Linked DNA regions of Zea mays: region 1 is linked to region 2. A link is a contact called in public Hi-C data. All regions are on one chromosome and are shown on one strand. Each heading gives the region's core, a stretch centred on a gene start, on an enhancer-like site or on the middle of the called end of the contact. The rest is flanking DNA. Distances are from core to core; before and after follow the strand shown.

The links. A called contact is a pair of places that touch in the nucleus more often than the background predicts.
Region 1: a contact with region 2 is called in a Hi-C map of endosperm, with 2.0 times the contacts expected there. The contact joins the promoter of LOC100286202 here to the enhancer-like site in region 2. A contact is called at or near these places in 3 of 25 Hi-C or Micro-C datasets (endosperm and leaf).

The regions. Positions count from the first base shown.
Region 1 is chr1:8,418,748-8,422,644 of Zm-B73-REFERENCE-NAM-5.0, forward strand. It overlaps LOC100286202 (cyclin dependent kinase inhibitor), which reads left to right and starts at 2,486. Exons shown (of 3, transcript NM_001196798.2): 1 at 2,486-3,278. The coding sequence starts at 2,923.
Region 2 is chr1:8,353,522-8,357,325 of Zm-B73-REFERENCE-NAM-5.0, forward strand. No RefSeq gene overlaps it. Among protein-coding and RNA genes, the nearest start is that of LOC103631690, 3.6 kb to the left of the region's middle. Within about 2 kb of position 1,955, at least 18 of the 20 cell types and tissues checked have an H3K27ac peak or open chromatin away from gene starts, as enhancers often do. A contact at or near this core is called in endosperm and leaf, where this site is marked.

The sequences.
Region 1 (3,897 bases), core at 1,236-3,735, 66 kb after region 2:
TCTACTGAGCAGATGAGTATGCAACACAATTAATAGAGAATGTGATGAGTCTAAACTCATGAAGCCCATGTATCGGTGCAATACAGAATCCAACCCTTTTCTTTTCGCCATTCATAGGCTTTAACAAATCCACGGACATTTTGGTGAAATTTCGAACCATGTCTACGAGTATCTACAAAAAAGTATTGAACATCATAAGACTGTTCTTAGACATCATATGCTACAAGAGTACGAGAAGCTTAGAAACAGGACCACCATGTGGCGCTATGCCTTTAGGATTACAATTGTCTCAACATCTTTTTAGAATTATCATGTCATGGTAGGTGATCGATGTGATGCAAAGCCAACTTTAACTCGATTAGCTTGAACGTCGGATGTATGATACATGTACGATGTATATATATCTACATGTATAGGTGTACATTCGGGCCGCCCGGCCCGGCCCGGCCCAAGCCCGAAAAGGCCCGTATTGTTTGAATTTCGGGCCGGCCCGGCCCGTTTGAATTTCGGGCCGTGCCGGGCCGGCCCATGGGCCTCGCCCTCGGCCCACGGCCCGGCCCGTAATTGCTTAAACGTGCCGGGCTTATTTCGGGCGGCCCGAAATTATAAAAGCCCGAAATTCAATTTTTGGCCCGAAATTCGCATTAGGGCCCGAAATTCAATTTTTGGCCCGAAATTCAGTTTTTGGCCCGAAATTCACATTAGAGCCCTAAATTCAAAAAAATAATAAAACAAATAAAAGATAAGACAAATAAATTTGAACAAAATCAAACTTAATATTTGTATTAAAGTTACCACAGCTATGCAATGACTACCTCGTTTATAAATCATTTTGTTAGAAGAAAAAAGAGTATAATCAGCTCTATACAAAGTTCGTAAGTTCAGTTTATTGTCTAATGTTCATAACAAAAGTAAAATTACATCACACACTCTAATTCAAAGATACAAAAAAACATCTAACTAGCATTATCTCTAGCTTTGTGTTCTTTATCAAGTATATGAAAGTGTTGAATGAAGTGTGTTTTAATAAATATATGGGCCTTTTCGTGCCTCTATATGGGCCTTTTCGTGCCTGCCTTAAACGGGCCGTGCTCGTGCCCGCCCATGGGCCGTGACCTCGGCCCAAACCCGGCCCGATATAACGGGCCGTGCCGGCCCGGCACTAAATTATTTCGGGCCGTGCCGTGCCTGGGCCGTGCTTTTTTTTCCGTGCTTCGGGCCGGCCCATCAGGCCCGGCCCAAATGTACACCTATATCTACATGTACTTCATGTTTCTATTTAAGTATTTATTGCTTTTTTCATTGGTGTTTGATTTACACAAGTACAATTCAAATTGCATTCAAATTTTAAAACAAAATAAAATTTATTATTTTTTAAAATACAAAAGAGTTAATTGAGGCGGGCAATTAAGAAACAACTGCCTTGGTTAAAAGTGTTAATTGAAGCGGTAAGCATAACACAACCGTCTCGGTCAAAGTATTAATGGAGGCGATCTAGTTAAGGCAAATGCCTCCGTTAAAAGTGTTAACTAAGGCGGTCATCATAAAACAATTGTCTCGGTTAAAGTATTAACAGAGGCAGACGCTTTAACAAAACCGCCTTCATTAATACCAATTAGCCAAAATGGTTGCTTTATAGTGTCCACCTCATTAAACGCAATAACGGAGGCGGTCAGAGTAACCGCTCCGTTAATCGATGATTAATAGTAGCCTAACGTTGGAGTTGGTTGCAATGCTCGTCTCTATTAAAGTTTATATACTAGTATCTTGGAGGTGGTTGCATGCCGACGACTTAAAACTTCGAGAAAATAAATAGGTCTAATAATGTGTAGAAACTGGTTTACTTTGCAAAAAATATGCTAGAAATCTATTCTTTGAAAAACAAAAAATGGCAAAGCAATGCTTACCTGTGTGTTTTGAAGTCAAGATCTGATGCTTTAAACACAATATCATCATCAGTGAGCTACGAATACATATTTGAAAACAATACCACAACTATATTTTTTTTTGTCAAGGTATGGCGAGCGCCATATCGCGCAAACAGGTCCTCTGCCCCTTCTGACAACCAATCTTCTTTTTCTTCCTCGTTGCATCCATTAACATGTTTTTAATTCATTTAGGACTTGTTCGTTTGTGTCGGATTACACACGGAATCGTTCCAGCTAATCAAAGTTTATATAAATTAGAGAATCAATCCGGTTAGAAATCATTCCGACCCACCAATCCGGCACAAACGAACTAGGCCTTAGGATGCACGACACAACCATATAAAAGCAACCAAACACACGTTTAACCCATTTTCCATTAGCAACTCGGAAGTCTCACCATCTCATTGCAAGTTTCTCGCCCTAGAATACAAGGGTATTCTAGAGTTGATGGCAGCACGTGAGTGCAAAGGAACACGAAGGGAACTAGAAACAAGGGCAAAGCATCGCCCCTTCCCAAGGACACAAACAACAACCCGCCAGCGTTGGTGATCAGATCACGCACGACATCCCCAGTGCCGGCCGTCTCCGTCCGCGGCACGGGCACGGCACCACCCCCTGCTTCTCTCCCAGCAGGCCCAGGCCGCCAGCCGCCTCTCCTGTTCTCTTTCTCTAAATAGCAGCGCCCGCCCGCGCGGGACACCGCCCGCCCTCCCGCGCCTTTTTCCGCTAGCCAACGCACGGCTGACGGCACCACAAGGCAAGCCCGCCCGCTCTCGGCTCTCGCTCTGCTCCTGCCCCCCTTCTCTCTCTCTCTCTCTCTCTCTCTCGGTCTCTCCCTCTTTCAGCCTGCAGCGCTAGCGAGCCCTCGCCTTCCCTTCCCCATTATTCCCAGGATTCCCCTTGCGACTGCACCACGCCCCACCCAAACCCACCTACCGCCTCCGCTCCCCTCTCCAGCGAGTCGGGGGCACGGACGGGACCAGACGACCAGGCCATGGGGAAGTACATGCGCAAGGGCAAGGTGTCCGGGGAGGTCGCCGTCATGGAGGTACCCGGCGGCGCGCTGCTCGGCGTCCGCACCCGCTCCCGCACGCTCGCGCTGCAGCGCGCGCAGAGGCCGCTCGACAAGGGCGACGCGGAGGACGCCGCCGCGGAGTACCTCGAGCTCAGGAGCCGGAGGCTCGAGAAGCCGCACAAGGAGCATCCGTCGCCGCCCGCGACCGCGACCAAGAGGGGCGCCGGGAGGAAGGCCGCCGCCGCCGCCGCGGTGCAGCACGTGCTGATGCAGGACGAGGTCGAGGTCGAGGTCTCGTTCGGGGACAACGTGCTTGACTTGGACACCATGGAAAGGTGCGATTCTTCGGCCTCCTCTGTTCTCGTCCAAGTTGTTCCCTTTGCGAGAGAGATTGGGTAGGGTTTATGTTGCCGCTTCTGGGATGGGACTCAGGGTTGTTCACTCTATCTCTTCTTCGATTGCTCTCCTTCAGCGCCGCCGCGGGTTCTCCAGCGCTTCGAATTCGCAGTTGACTGGCGCCGACATTTGGCGCCGAAACCAATACTTTCCCCGTAATCCTAGCCAGTGTGTGTCAAATGCCTTTGTTTGCGTTCTTGGGACACCGTTTCGGCCGACAAGTCCACTCTCTCTGGCTGGAACTGGAATTGAACAACGCGGTAACTTGTTCCAAGACTTCTCCTCACTTGTTCCCAGGACAGGAACGACGCTAATAACCGTGCCGTTGCTCGTTTCTTGCGTTCATATACTCGGTTTCTCATGCGTCCAAAACCCACTTGTACTTTTCACTTGAACTAAGTATGTATTTAGCTAAGTTCTCGCCTAGTAGTAGCTATTCCGAAGCCTTGTTCATTGCAGCTATGCCAGCTGTTTCACTTCACATGTTCTAGTGACTGGACAAGTAATCCTCTTTAACCTAAGAGAATCCGCAGTTTAGACACCTAGTAGAGCACCTAA
Region 2 (3,804 bases), core at 705-3,204:
GCCATTTTATACAGGCATGCGGGTGGAGGAGCACTTTTTACAGTAGGTCCATTGGTGGACAGCCTGCAACAGATGCAATGCAATTGGAATTGGTCATGTTCTTGCTTGGTGAGAGGTGAGAATGGATATGTAGATATGCAAGCAAGGAATTAATTAACGATGTACATAGCAGTACCCCGAAGTGTATCTGGTGGCCATGTTTTTGGCGGCCTTGCGTGGCCTGGTGGCCATCTCCTTCAAGAGCTGCTTGAAGACGAATCACTCTCCTTTGCAGCGGTCGTACAGCCTAGTCCCACCGCAGTCCGGGCACTCCTCTCCCTCTACCTGCTCTTCTCGTTCCTCATGCTGCTGCCGTGAGGCGACGCCGGATGAGGAGGAGCGAATCAGGAGGCAGGCGGCGTCGACTGTCCCGTCGGGTGGCAATCGTGCTGAGTAGGGTCATCCACTTAGATGATTTTTATCACAGTTGAGTTCTTCTCTATAGACAACACTAATGTCAGAAAAATATATAATACAATATAAAAGGAGCTGCATCTCATCCCGCATTAAACATGTCAAGTACCATTTGAAAGAAGTTTCCTGAACTGGACTGTGGCTTTCAAATAGCAAAATATCAAATTCCTTGACATGTTTTTCTTAAACTTTCAAATAGCAAAATATCAAATTCCTTGCAAGCTACTAATCGTTTTTTTACCGAGGCAAGCTACTATTAGTTTGTAGTCACTTCCCCACATCTATCTGTTGAGTGGTTCACCCACTGACGGTAGTGTAAACAAAGGTATTGGTGGAGAGAGGAAAGGGTACAATAACCATCTAACTTTTTTAGAATTTCCTCAGGCACATTAATCACGGACGTCAGTAAATTGCGAATGTTTATGTTGTTGAGCGAACCCCAGGCAAGGCACGCACCTCTGACTCAGTAGCATCCCGGCGAGCTGCTACGTCGGGCGGCAAGGCGGGATTGAGTATCAGATAGGTGATTCTTGCGGGCAGGGCTACTTCAGTGGGTGTAGGAGTCGAATTGGAGACAGGGACGGCGGGAGCAGGCTCGTCGCGACGGCGCTTGAAGAGCCTAGCGTCGCGGTCGAGGCAGCGGAGGGCGTGTAGGCCATCCTCGTGCGGGCGGCGTGAGCGGCTGAACTCGACGCACAGCTTGTAGGCACCACGACACCATATGTCCTCATCGCTGGTGGCTCTGAAAGGCAGTGAACTGAAGTGGGATGGGGAGGAGGCCTACTGGCGCCGCGACACCATATGTCCTCATCGCCGGTAGCTGTGGATGGTAGGGCGAGGAGATACGGGCGCCGATGAAGGGGAGATACGGGGCGGGGGCGTACCTGGAAGGGCGAGGAGCTTGGGGGCGCACACGTACCTGGAAGGGCGTCGATGGAAGGGCGATGAGCTTGGGCGAGGATCGCGGGCCCTTCGGAGCTCAGGAGATGCGAAAGCGTGGGTAGTCCGTCGTCGATGGAAGGGCGCGGTGGGGGAGGATTTGGGGGCGAGCGAGGATTTCGGCGTCGGCTGTGGATGCGCTGATGGCGGCTACGCCCTGGCGCCGAGGGAGAGGTTTTCGGGAGCGGAGTGCGCGTAGGACACAGGGGGCGGGCGCGTGCTGTGGATGCGCTGATGGCGGCTACGCCCTGACACGGAGGGAGAGGTTTTCGGGAGCGGAGTGCGCGTAGGACACGGGGGGCGGGTGCTGCCGGATGCGGGGGCTGGGCGGGGGCACGGTGGGTGTGGACGCCCTCGTTAGTGTCTTATACTACTTATAGAGTAGTAGAGATTAGGTTACCGACAGTCCACCGCACTAACGGCCCGTACTCCGTCCAGACGGGGATACGTACGCATTCGCAGTCGACAGATACGTTGAGCCGAGCCGTCCGTCCCGTAGTCAATGTGGGCCCAGCGGGTAGCCCACGCCACGCGTCGGTGGTGGCCACCATCATCATTGGATCGTACGCGAGGAATGAAGTGGACGTTTGACCCACCTTCCGGCGCCGCACGTGCCCATGTCCGTCCCGGCTGGATGGCGGCGGCGCCCTTTTGGCGCCAAGTTTTGGCGGGAGGACTTGGGTTTTTGGCGGGGGTTGTTTTCTTTTTGAGTTGAGCTGAGGCGAGCGTCAGGGGCCGAATCTGCGGCGGAAAAAGGTTCCGCTTCCATCTCTCTGGCTTTCACCATGGGCCAAGCGTGTGCAACGTAACACAGCGTTGTTGCCCCATGCATGCTGCAGTTGCCTTTGTTTCCGTGGACACGGACTGGTGTGCTACACTACCTTGTTGGAATGGAGTACAATTGTACCTCCAGTACACTGTACACAGTAGTGCCCTACTGCAACAAGCACTGGCTGGCGTGTGTAATAACTAGGTTCGAGTCTGACTACTACCAACGTTTGTAAAAATCCCATATTTTTTCATCCCGATCGAAGGAATGTAAAATATTACAAGGCACGTGAGGGTAGGGTAGACTTTGCGTGTACACGCGACGCACACAATGCAAGGTACCGTGTATTTATACAGTGCAACGCAGGGTTGCATTGCAGGCAGGCAGGCAGGCATCAAAAGCGCCGATATATGAAGCCTGCTGCTGCTGCCTGACTGACTGGCACATTTACCACCACAGGCGCATGAGCACGATTCTTCATATCTCCTGAGTTGCTGTCGCTGTGGCAGTGCGGCAAGGCTCAAACTCGGAGTTGCAATTGCATGGACCGGCTTGGCCGGCGCATGGCGTGACATGACATGAGCGGTAAAGCTATTGGGAGCCTGGGGTCAGCTCCTAAAACGTGGAAAGATCGCAGCTTTTTTTGAACACGGGAACGGACAAAACAAAAACCGAGCAAAGGGTCTTTCATTTCATCAGCGCGCAGGACTGCAGGAGTAGCGCCCGGTCCGGCCACTGCCCAGCATGGGTTTCAACAGACAGCATCAGCAGGTGCACGGTCGTCCAACAGCATCATCGTTGGCCTCTGCCGATGAATGGCGTTTTTATCTACCTCATGATTTCGCAGTCCAAGAAACCATCCGGTGATGGATCGGATGGGGATAGGGATGGGAGTGGAATCACCGAATCTATCTAGTATGCACGGTCCCTTCTTTTTATCACCAGTCCATGCATGGTGCTGATATACGGAGAGAAAGAGAGAGCTACTCCAGTACTAGCTACCAACCAAAGCAAGGGGAATCTCTTTGAAACTTGCGTCATTCCTAGAGGACGCAAGTCGTGTCGGCCCCGATGTGATTATATTCCGCCGGCGGTGGGTACGTCCGTGTACCGTTGGCCGGGAGTCGAGGGACCGGAATTGCAATTTGTTGCAAGCACTAGTACAATTTGGATCTATACAAGCGGTAGACTTTTTACATCACAGACGGTTCGATTAGTCCCAAGCGGTTCAGTACGCCTGTGATATAATAGTATCACAAGCGGTTTTTGTTTAGGACCGCCTGTGGTGCTTTATCCTTTTCACAAACGGACCCTAAGAAAAAACCGTCTGTGATTGTAAAAATATGAAAATATAATTTAAATATGAAAATAATTTTAATTTTTAACATAAATATGCAAATACAATTTAAATGAATTAATATTTAATTTTTAACAATAATATGCAAATACAATTTAAATGAATTATAATAGCACACATAAATAACTAGAGAGATTTTAAATTAATTGGCAACCACAATTCATAGTCGATCATACATGATAACAAATACAATTTGATTCATACAATTTTTCATGAACTACCATTTTTCCGCATGTATGACTTTAAGTTTGTCGGGGACCATAATTAGGGGTACCCTCAAGACGCC